Linked DNA regions of Danio rerio: region 1 is linked to region 2. The links are chromatin contacts, called in public Micro-C maps. All regions are on one chromosome and are shown on one strand. The core of a region is the stretch at or near the end of the contact, and the rest is flanking DNA. Distances in the headings are between cores, read along the strand shown. Region 1 holds the start of nudt21 (nudix hydrolase 21). Region 2 holds the start of cfdp1 (craniofacial development protein 1).

Evidence for each region. A called contact is a pair of places that touch in the nucleus more often than the background predicts.
Region 1: a Micro-C map of caudal fin shows a contact between it and region 2, with 4 times the contacts expected there. The contact joins the promoter of nudt21 here to the promoter of cfdp1 in region 2. A contact is called at or near these places in 3 of 18 Hi-C or Micro-C datasets (caudal fin, embryo and an unstated tissue) and 2 of 4 datasets of contacts at active chromatin or transcription factors (caudal fin and embryo).

What each region holds. Positions count from the first base shown.
Region 1 is chr18:24,124,289-24,129,376 of GRCz12tu, reverse strand. It overlaps nudt21 (nudix hydrolase 21), which reads left to right and starts at 2,423. Exons shown (of 7, transcript NM_201117.1): 1 at 2,423-2,667; 2 at 4,986-5,088. The coding sequence starts at 2,549.
Region 2 is chr18:23,804,315-23,809,436 of GRCz12tu, reverse strand. cfdp1 (craniofacial development protein 1) reads right to left here and starts at 2,783. Exons shown (of 7, transcript NM_001100035.1): 1 at 2,577-2,783; 2 at 1,692-1,824; 3 at 462-681. The coding sequence starts at 2,643. tmem170a (transmembrane protein 170A) reads left to right here and starts at 4,263. Exons shown (of 3, transcript NM_200689.2): 1 at 4,263-4,645. The coding sequence starts at 4,510.

The DNA of each region.
Region 1 (5,088 bases), core at 1,174-3,673, 320 kb before region 2:
TATTTTCTGCATGTACAATATTACTCCTTAAACAAAGGAGAACAGCAAAAAGCAGGACTCCATGTGTATGTTCATTACCTCTCTGTATGCCAATTTCAGCATTCAAATGTTCAGTGTCAAATGTACATCCACAGCCTTGGAGGACTCCCTTTCATCTTAGCTTATGACCATCGTCTAGGATTTATTTTCAAGAAAACTGTGAAAGGAAAGAATACTTTTATCTTCAGAAGTAATGCACTAAATAAAATTGACAAAGTAACACGCCTTTTCAGATTTTTTTGGAAGGGAAAAGTGTTTACTTGCCGAATTAGATAAAAGCATCAAAAAATATTTTGATATTACATTCCATGAACACATTTAACATTTAGTTTAGTTCTAATTTTGCAGTGTAAATAATTTCATTTGATTTGTAAGTCCTACAATACCTTGGTATAACTTAATGCAATATTCAAGTGTAAGAAATTTGAAAATAATCCATTTAATTAAACAAACAATTTGCCTACAAGTAGATGCATCCCTACCCATCACAGTGACATCACTCACTCCATTGGGTGCATTGTGTCTGATATAGCATCGATGAGTGATGCAATCTCAGCTTGCATCATAAAGGCTGCATCCAGATACTATTGGAATGATGTCACCAACATCTCATACTGAATTGACAGAATGTTTTACTCAGGCACATTACACTAAAGCTGCAAGTGGTATGGACTTTGAAGTGTAAGAATTTTCCTTAAACCTATTGTTCAAATTTACTACCCAATTGGTGGCTGTTTTTTGCCCCATTGACTTTCATTATAACAACTTTTTTTTGATTGCAAAACCATGACAGCAAATAATCACCCACTCTTGATTGCTGCTGGTTTTCCCTGTTGAGAAGAGGTACAATTTGCCATTTTTCCTTTTGATGATCGCTTAGGACCATTAACCCTTTAGATAGGCCTGTGCAAAAACATTTCTGGCTTTTATATGGAGCTCTATGGAGTAAAAAGCAAATAATAGTGTGCATGCAGAAAGACACTTACTGTGTTAAGTATTTTCTGAAAGCTGAGGTGTTTATTAAGATTTTCTCAGACATATCAAGGTATGTGCACTAAGCTGTTTTTGCACTGCATTATATACTGCTTAAAGCACAGGTGTCAAACTCAGTTCCTGATGGACCACAGCTCTGCACAGTTTAGCTTAACCCTAATTAAACAAACCTGATTAAACTAATTGAGTCCTTCAGGTTTCAGGTAAGTATATCGAAGCAGGGTTGAAGCTAAACTGTGCAAGGTTGCGGCCCTCCAGGAACTGAGTTTGACATTCCTGGCTTAAAGAATGGCAATAATTGATCACATGTTTAGCAAAATATGCAAGTGATTCAGTGTAGGCTAACTTGTTGTGCCTCCAACACAGGTAGAAAAGAATTCTGACCCAGATATGGCATATATCTGGCAGGGCAGGCATTTGTCTGGCACTGGCATACAGCATGTAGGCCAAACATGGCCCTGGTTTGGCAGAGGTGGCACCGTCTTTAAGACGGCACACAATAGGCCTACTCGGGCCAGATGTTAACAATTGATATATGAGCCATGAACGTTAGGCTTATCTTGACCCACATTTAAAATACATTTTTATTATTTTCAAATAAAGAAAAAAATTCTACCAAGTACCAATCATCGCTTCGAGAAAAAGCAAGCCCATAGCATGCCTAAAGCGCAATGATCCCTGAGTATATCAATTTCATTGCAGACGGGATACAAAAACATATCTGGTGAAGTTTAGGCTCAGTTATGGGTTATTAACTTGTCTGAGACTTGGCCCAGATATTGTCCATGTTTGGTCCTTGTCTAAAAGCCAGAATTGGTCCACTCATATACCATAATTTACTGCCGCAAGTGGGCCAAGCAAAAGCTGATTATGTGGGCCAGATATTTTTTGATATGTGGGAATAGCACCGACTGATGATGTTTTAAAAACACCAAAGGTCCGTATAAAGTATTAAAAAAACTGTTCTGTTTACATTAAAGCAAAAATTAGGCTACGTATACACAAAGCAATCTTGCAAACATTAAATGGTAAAATTCCCTAAATAACTATTACAGGCTATATAAGTGGTTTAATTGTTACTGTCTTTTTCTGATTAATACATGGTTTAATAATCTAGTTTGGACATTTCTGTGGTATTCTTGTGTTTGTGATGTCAGGTTAACAGACACCAAAACACGCCTTGTAGCAGGCAGAAAAGTGTAATAAACAACCACAAACCCTCTGTTTGAAGGGTAAGGGTTTGAATCGTGTCTGGACTGTTCAAACCCACTACTTATAATGTGGAAAACAACTCTTGCTCATAGATCAGATGAGAAAAATCTGAAGAGCCGAAACACACGGTCGTAACACAGGAAGTAACCCAATGTCCCGGATGTGCTTTCACAGCAGAGCGCCGTATTCCAGTTTTCATCGAGCGCCAAGGCTGTGCAATTCAATCACAGTAATAAAGTAATCAACGTGGAAAAAAACGCGATTAGTGCAAATATTAGGAAGTGATTTAATAATCCGTCATACGATGTCAGTTGTACCTCCTAATCGATCATCTACCGGTTGGCCTCGAGGAGTAAATCAGTTCGGCAATAAATACATTACCCAGGCGACTAAACCCCTCACCCTGGAGAGAACAATCAACCTGTGAGTAACTTGAACTTAAAATTCAACACTACAAACGATATATGCGATTACTTAAACAAGCTTTAATGGTTGTAAATCCTAGTGCTGCTGCATTGTGCCTTTCATGTCAGTACGTTAGCATTGTTAGCGTTTGACCATGGCAGACTACCGTAGCTTCTTGCTGCCAGCTCTTGTTTGCATGCGTAACAATACAGTGAAATATTCAGAGTTTTGTTTTTTATGTGGCAAAATGCATGCACATTTATGGCAGTGTGTACATATGCAGGGATATTGAAATATAAGAGTTCGATATAGTTCTTATTAGTTTTGTATTCCATATGTTGCAGTTAGCATTGTTCTCGGTGATTTATCCTAGGGCTCTTTGCACATTTATTCGAAAATATCACTAACATTAGTCGACAGGCGCAATGTTATTGAAATGTTATTTGATTATTTGTGGTTTATGGTGTTATTTGTTATTATTTTGGTGTAACGTTAAGTATGACTTAGAAATCAAACAGTCGAATTCTTGAGCAAGTTACGTAAACAAATCCCAATCATTGATTATATTGAGTGACGGTAGAATTGTTATTATAATTGTTGATTTTGTTAATAACGCTAACCTTATGCCAATGTTAATCAAATATTAATATGAATGATCTTTAATGTAAATTCAAATTTGATATTGAAACCCTTATTTGGGAGTATTATTTTTAATTTGTACAAAAAGCTGTATGAAAACACAATGGAATGAAACGCCCATAATAGGCGAGCACAAGATCCAAATTACACTTTGTATAAAATTAATAAATGATTGCTCTTTTAAAGGTAGGACCTGTGAAATAAAATAAAAAGTAAAAATAAAGCTTTTTAGATGTTAGTTTTGAGGATATCTATAAGCTAGTGTGCTCAAACAGTGACTCAATTTGCGTTATAAGATATATACACATCTAAAGCCCGCAGTTTGTCACTTCCGCCTAATCTATGATTATTCATAGGTCACTTCATGTTTTACTTACTCACCAAATCTTGACCAATCAAATGCTCTCTAGTATGTGAGCATAAACCCCACCCCCTGCCAAGATGGTTCTCATTTGCTATTCATTTGATGCCTTAAGCTCAAACACTCTCATTGGCAGAGATTGTTTGTGATAAAAACAAAACGCTATTCTCTGTTTTTATTTTCTAAAGGGGAGGAACTGCCACCATTTCATTATGTTTCAGTTGAGATTACCTCAAACATGGAATATAAATGCCCATTTCAAAGCACTTCACAAAACCTTTAAACATTCAAAATACCACAGATTGGTAATGCCTTCTGGTCAAAATTAGAGCAGCACAATATTAGGGAGAAATTACCAAGTGATATTTTAATCCTCTGCGATGTACATTGCGATAATTTTACTAGATGAAATGAGTAGGTCTATTCAAAAAGAATTCATAATTTAGGTGATTTATTAAGGGAGTGATTTTGCAATAATATACAGTAACAAACCAATCACAAGCTTTGATAAATACAGTTGGGAATCTGGCATAATTCAGACGCACAGATACATGAACCATTGGATTTTAATAACTTTTTGAAATAATTATGATGAAATGCATCCTCCATTACATAAATTGTGACTTTTTGTGACCCCTTGATATGCAACCACTTATTTGAAAACAAGATTCTTAAAGGTTTTGAAGCTTTATGGAAATTTACATGACTAGCGGCTAGGGCTGCACTGTATTTGAAAAATCTAACATTGGGATATGTTTTTGTTCTGTGACATAAATTGCAATATAAATACAATTTTACAAGCCTATTTGGAAAGAATTAGAAATTTTAGATTGATTGGGATGATTTTGTAGAAGAGTGCATGCATAAAAAAATAAGAAACAAGCATAGAAAAATTCAATAAAGAAAAATACAAATTACATAAACAGTGTTTTATTGTTTTTGAGGAGTCAAACTGCATTTAGGTGTACAGTAAATGATTAATTGTAAAATAAAACAAGCAAATTCATCATTATTATTTTTTAGTTAAAAGCTGTACACATGCTGTTAAAACCCTCACACAATCACAGGCCTCAAAAACACTTGAAATATTGTAAATTATAACCCAGACTCAACATTGCATATACTCGTGATTTGACTATTGCGAATGTTCACATTGCGATATCAATGCTGAAACGATATATTGTGCAGCCCTACTACTAGCGGCCACATACAGTGCTTGCCATCTTTTTTCCCTCATTATTTTGTTATGATGCTATGTTTTGTTTTGCAGTGTGTGGATTATTAAAGCTTTATCACACCTCAATTTAAATGAAATAACATGTTTGTTTTTCCAAAGATACCCTCTTACAAATTACACATTCGGCACCAAGGAGCCGCTCTATGAGAAGGACAGCTCGGTAGCCGCACGCTTTCAGCGGATGCGGGAAGAATTTGAGAAA
Region 2 (5,122 bases), core at 1,534-4,033:
CAATTTAGCCAACCCAATTCACCTGAACCGCATGTCTTTGGACTGGGGGGGAAACCGGAGCACCCAGAGGAAACACACGCGAACGCAGGGAGAACATGCAAACTCCACACAGAAACGCCAACTGAGCTGAGGCTTGAACCAGCGACCTTCTTGCTGTGAGGCGACAGCACTACCTACTGCGCCACTGCGTCACCTGAACAACTGTTTTAAAAAATTTTAAAACTATAATAAACTAAATCTATGAACAACAATCTGTCCAGGTCAATGTCCTTCAGCAGTAAATACATCAACAGAGAAGGACCACAAGAATGCAGAACAAATGGTAGGGCTTTAACTAAAAAAAAAAAAGTTTAACAATAACAATCTGCATTAGCAAAATAAACATAGTAAATTTTGATTTCACACAGACTTTAAACAAAACCTCTTTTATTTGTGTTTGTATTCTTGAGCTGATACTTTACCTTCTGAGAGCTTGCACTTGGAACTTCTGCTTTGGGTCTAGGGATATCACTCAGAAAACTAGCCCAAAGATCATCTGCTTTCTTCTTCTGCCGCTCTTCAATGTCTCCTACTGACTTGGTTACAAAATCGTCTTCCTTTGGCTCATCTTCGTCCTTCTGCTGATCTGCTGTACTTGCCTCGCCATCCTCCACCAGTTTGAGGCCTCCTTTTTTCCTTTTTCTTTGGAAACAAGGAGAAAGTGACAACTACAAATTAAAACAGTTGTCATTTAATCACGGTTCACTTGCTCCAATTGCTGAGCTTCTTCTTTTGAACAAAAAAAAAAAAAGACGTTTTGTAGAATGCTGGAACCGTCAGCCGCTGACTTCCATAATATTTTTTCCTACACTGTATGTCAATGGCTAGCGGTTTTCAGCATTATTAAATTTTTTTGTGTGTTTAACAACAAAAAAAAGCCCCTTAAGATGTTTGGAACCACTTGAGTTAAGTAAATTGTAAGTACATTTACATTTTTAAGGTGAACTATTCCTACAAGTGGGTTTAAAGTAAATGTCAGTAAAATCATCTATACCTCATATTACACCTGCACAAATTAATAAATTTAAAACCGATATCTCGATTTGAAAAGGTGTAATTTCACATCGCAAAAGCTACGATTATTTCAATTATTACTATGGCGAGAGAGACATAGAACATAGAACTACATCGTATAATTATTATTTACCTATAGGCCTATTATTTAAGATTTTATTATTAATTTATAAAACTTCATTATATTTATAATACTTTGATGCATCACTTGCTTTTGTTCATATCACGGACAGTTTACCTAATAAAGTTTATTAAAATATTAATAACAAGAGAACATGGGCTGCTCTCCAAAAGCAAAAAAGATAAAATTTACATTAGTTTATTTGCTATAAATGCTCATGAAATTGATATGAAGAAAAATGTAACACAATCTAAATGTTAAGGATTTAAATTAGATTATAAATATAATTTATTTAATTTAATTAAAAATAATGTAGTTATTATCTTAATTTGTCATGAATGGTTTTAAATATACAGTAGCATAGTGTAGCGTACTTTGTGAATATGCTTGGTTGGTGCCGATAAAACCACCACATCAAACCTGCAGCTCCTTTATAAAATTACAGTAAATTGCAAATCACAATTTTGATTAGATAAATCGCAAATAGATTTTCTTTCTCCAAATCGGGCAGCCCTACCTCATATGGACATCTGCTTTACTTTTCTTCTTTTTCTTTGTTAAATTTTCCGGCGTCTGCCGGTCGTGATCCTCCCCTTCCAGCGCATCCTCCTTTACACAATCATTAATGTCATCCTCACTCAAGTTATCATCTGATCAAAGAAAAAAATGAAATAAATGTAAATAAAATCACGACAATGAGACAAAACAAACATGCAAACATAGTATTTACTGCAGCATAGACATTTGAAAGGACAATGTATAATATATGTAATATAATATTTAAAAATAATATGAAAAATGCCAAACGTCCCTTTCAATAACTCAAGATTAAAGTATATTTACAACTCTTGGGAGCAGTACAATATGAAGTAGCAGATTTCCAACTCCATTGACCTTCATTTCTCTATATACTGTTAGTTAAAATCTTTCTAATATTTTCCATAGTTAAAAATGAGTATTTTTTCCTTCTTAGTACCAGTTTGTAATTATTATGAAGATTAAGACAGTTGCCCAACAGCATGTATGATTGTTTACATCTTTGTCATCACTCTTACTGCCAGGTGAACATCTTTCAAAAACTAACGTATTAATAGTTACTTAAATATGAAAACATTATAATGCAGGGGTCTTCAAAGAGGGATATGAATATCTCACACACAATGTATGTAAACAGATGTATGATTTTCTAGATAATTATTTATAAATGAAAGCAAAGTATGAGCATTATCAATGTATTCGTTTTATTTATTTGTGCCTGCATATTAAATAAAAACGATGTAAACAGGGGGACAGTATAGGTATACATATACAAAGAACAGTCGAGTTAGCTTAGCTACATCACTACTCTTTCATATATATATATACAACCATGCTAATTTCATGCTAAACATCTTATCGTTACCTGAAGGGACATAGTCTTCATCTTCGTTTGATGAATAACCATCCGAGTCGTAATCTGAATAATTCATTCTTGTGTCGTACGTGCAGTGCGCTGTAGAATTAGCTGCTAAATCAGAGAAAAACTCCAAAAAATACTTGCAAGAAACACTGGGGCTAACCAGCTAGCTTTGAACAAACGTGTGGTTGCTTTACTAAAAGCCCAGCATGTTAGCTTGCTAGCTTCATCCGATCGCTAAAAGAGCGACTCAACGGCTCATCGTCAGCCTCCAGGCTCGTCGTTTCTTTCATCTTCAAGTCCTTGAGCTAAAATTAAAGACACAATATTTAGAAAATGTTTTTTAACAACAACAATATCAACAAATATTCAACCAAACGGTAGTAAAGCATTGTATATTGTGTAATTAATCTAAAGATAACGAACCACAATATATATTATAGGTTGTTTTGATTGTATTCTGTTGTATTAAACTTTTTAATGTTTATAATATTTCTAATTATGTAATTAAAGGTAAATATATTCTTAAGGTTAGCAATAATAACAGCACAGAGTATACAAAAAATAATAATTAAAAATCTATAAATACACCAATATATTCTGTTACAAATTATTTATATCTTAAAAAAACGTTCAAATCATGTTCTAAAACGGACAAAAATACAACAACAACAATAATAATAATAATAGGGATTATTATGACCATTGTTATATTAGTAAAGAATTAATATAATATATAGTTATTAAAATATAATATATAATTATTAAAATAAAATTATCAATAATAAGGATTGTTATGACCATTGTTATATTATTCATTCATTTTCTATTCGGCTAAGTCACTTTATTAATTCAGGGTCACCACAGTGGAATGAACCGCCAACTTATCTAGTACGTTTTTATGCAGCGGATGCCCTTCCAGCCGCAAACCATTTCTGGGAAACATCCACACACACACACTCATTCACACACATACACTAGGGACAATTTAGCCTACCCAATTCACCTGTACCAAATGTCTTTAGACTGTTGGGGAAACTGGAGCACCTGGAAGAAACCGACGCGAACGGAGGGAGAACATGCAAACTCCACACAGAAACGGCAACTGACCCAGCCGAGGATCGAACCAGCGACCTTATTGCTGTGAAGCGACAGCACTACCTACTATGTCACCGCGTCACCCATTGTTATATTAGGAAAGTTTTAATATAATATATAATTTTTAAAATATATAATATGTAATTATTGAAATAAAATAATAATAATAACAATAGGGATTATTATGGCTATTGTTATACTAGTAAATTATTAATATAAAATATAATTATTAAAATGAAATAATAATAATAATAATAATAATAATAGGGGTTATTATGGCCATCGTTATATTAGTAAAGTATTAATGTAATATATAATTATTAATATAAAATATAATAATAGAGTATTAATATAATAGATAATTATTAAAATATAATAATAATAATAATAATAATAATAATTTACAAATAACAAAAGAGTAAATAAAATAAAAAAAAAATAAAACATCAAAAAAATCCTTGAGGAACACAGAAACAAATCCATCCATATGATTTTTAAGTCCAGTATTACGGCAACCGTTCAGGGACATACCACACAAACCCTTCAAGTCCCGCCCACAAGCCCGTAGCAAATCGCAGGTGACAGCGAGATAATCTCAAACCAACAACAGTAGTGGTGGATAAAACCATCATTCATATCGATTTTTGATCGGTGTTGCAGATCGTCTGTAGATTAATAGTGCTTTTAGCTAAATGACAGCAAATCCGCACAGTCATCGGCTTTTGCGGTTTGAAACGAGCTTCTTGCAGATGGACGAGCATCTGTGCTAAAAACAAACGCTCCGCTAAAGCCCACCTTCCCTTTCTAATGCTGTTATTCGGCTTTGATACTTCTGTTACGGATGATCGAAGCGTTGATCGTTGGAGAAATGCAGGACGTGCAGATTGGATTCGTCAAGCAGATCCTCAGTTTGAATTTGGTGCCCAGGTCTAATAACACCACCTGCGGGAACAACACCTCTCTGTGCGACTTCTCGGGTGAGTTTTAACGCCACCGCCGACAGCACACATCAGCATCGACCGGCTCATATTTATGCTGCTGAAACTCTTTTGCTGTTGTGTATGTTCTCCATTACACCGAAGCCGACATTCAGCTTTCAGACTGGAGATCTGTTAGCATCTAATGCTAATGTGTTAGCTTGACCGCCTAGTTATACGTTTATTTGGATTCTTGTGTTTGTTGTAATGGTGGTGACATTGGTGGGATCTGTCTGTAGTTTTGTTGGTGTGTCTTGTTCAAATCGTCGTTCTGTATGTGTTGTTCTGTCGGCTTTATATGTGGGACATTCTAACTTACCAGAAACGTAGATTATGTGTCCCTGAAACCCTTGTTGTGCTGTAAATTTAAAATGTATTTTAAAAAAGAACTTCAGAAATAGCAAGTTTAAGTTTTCATCATTCCCATCAGTTGATTAAAAACATGAAATTATAATTAAATTCTACAAATAAATACCT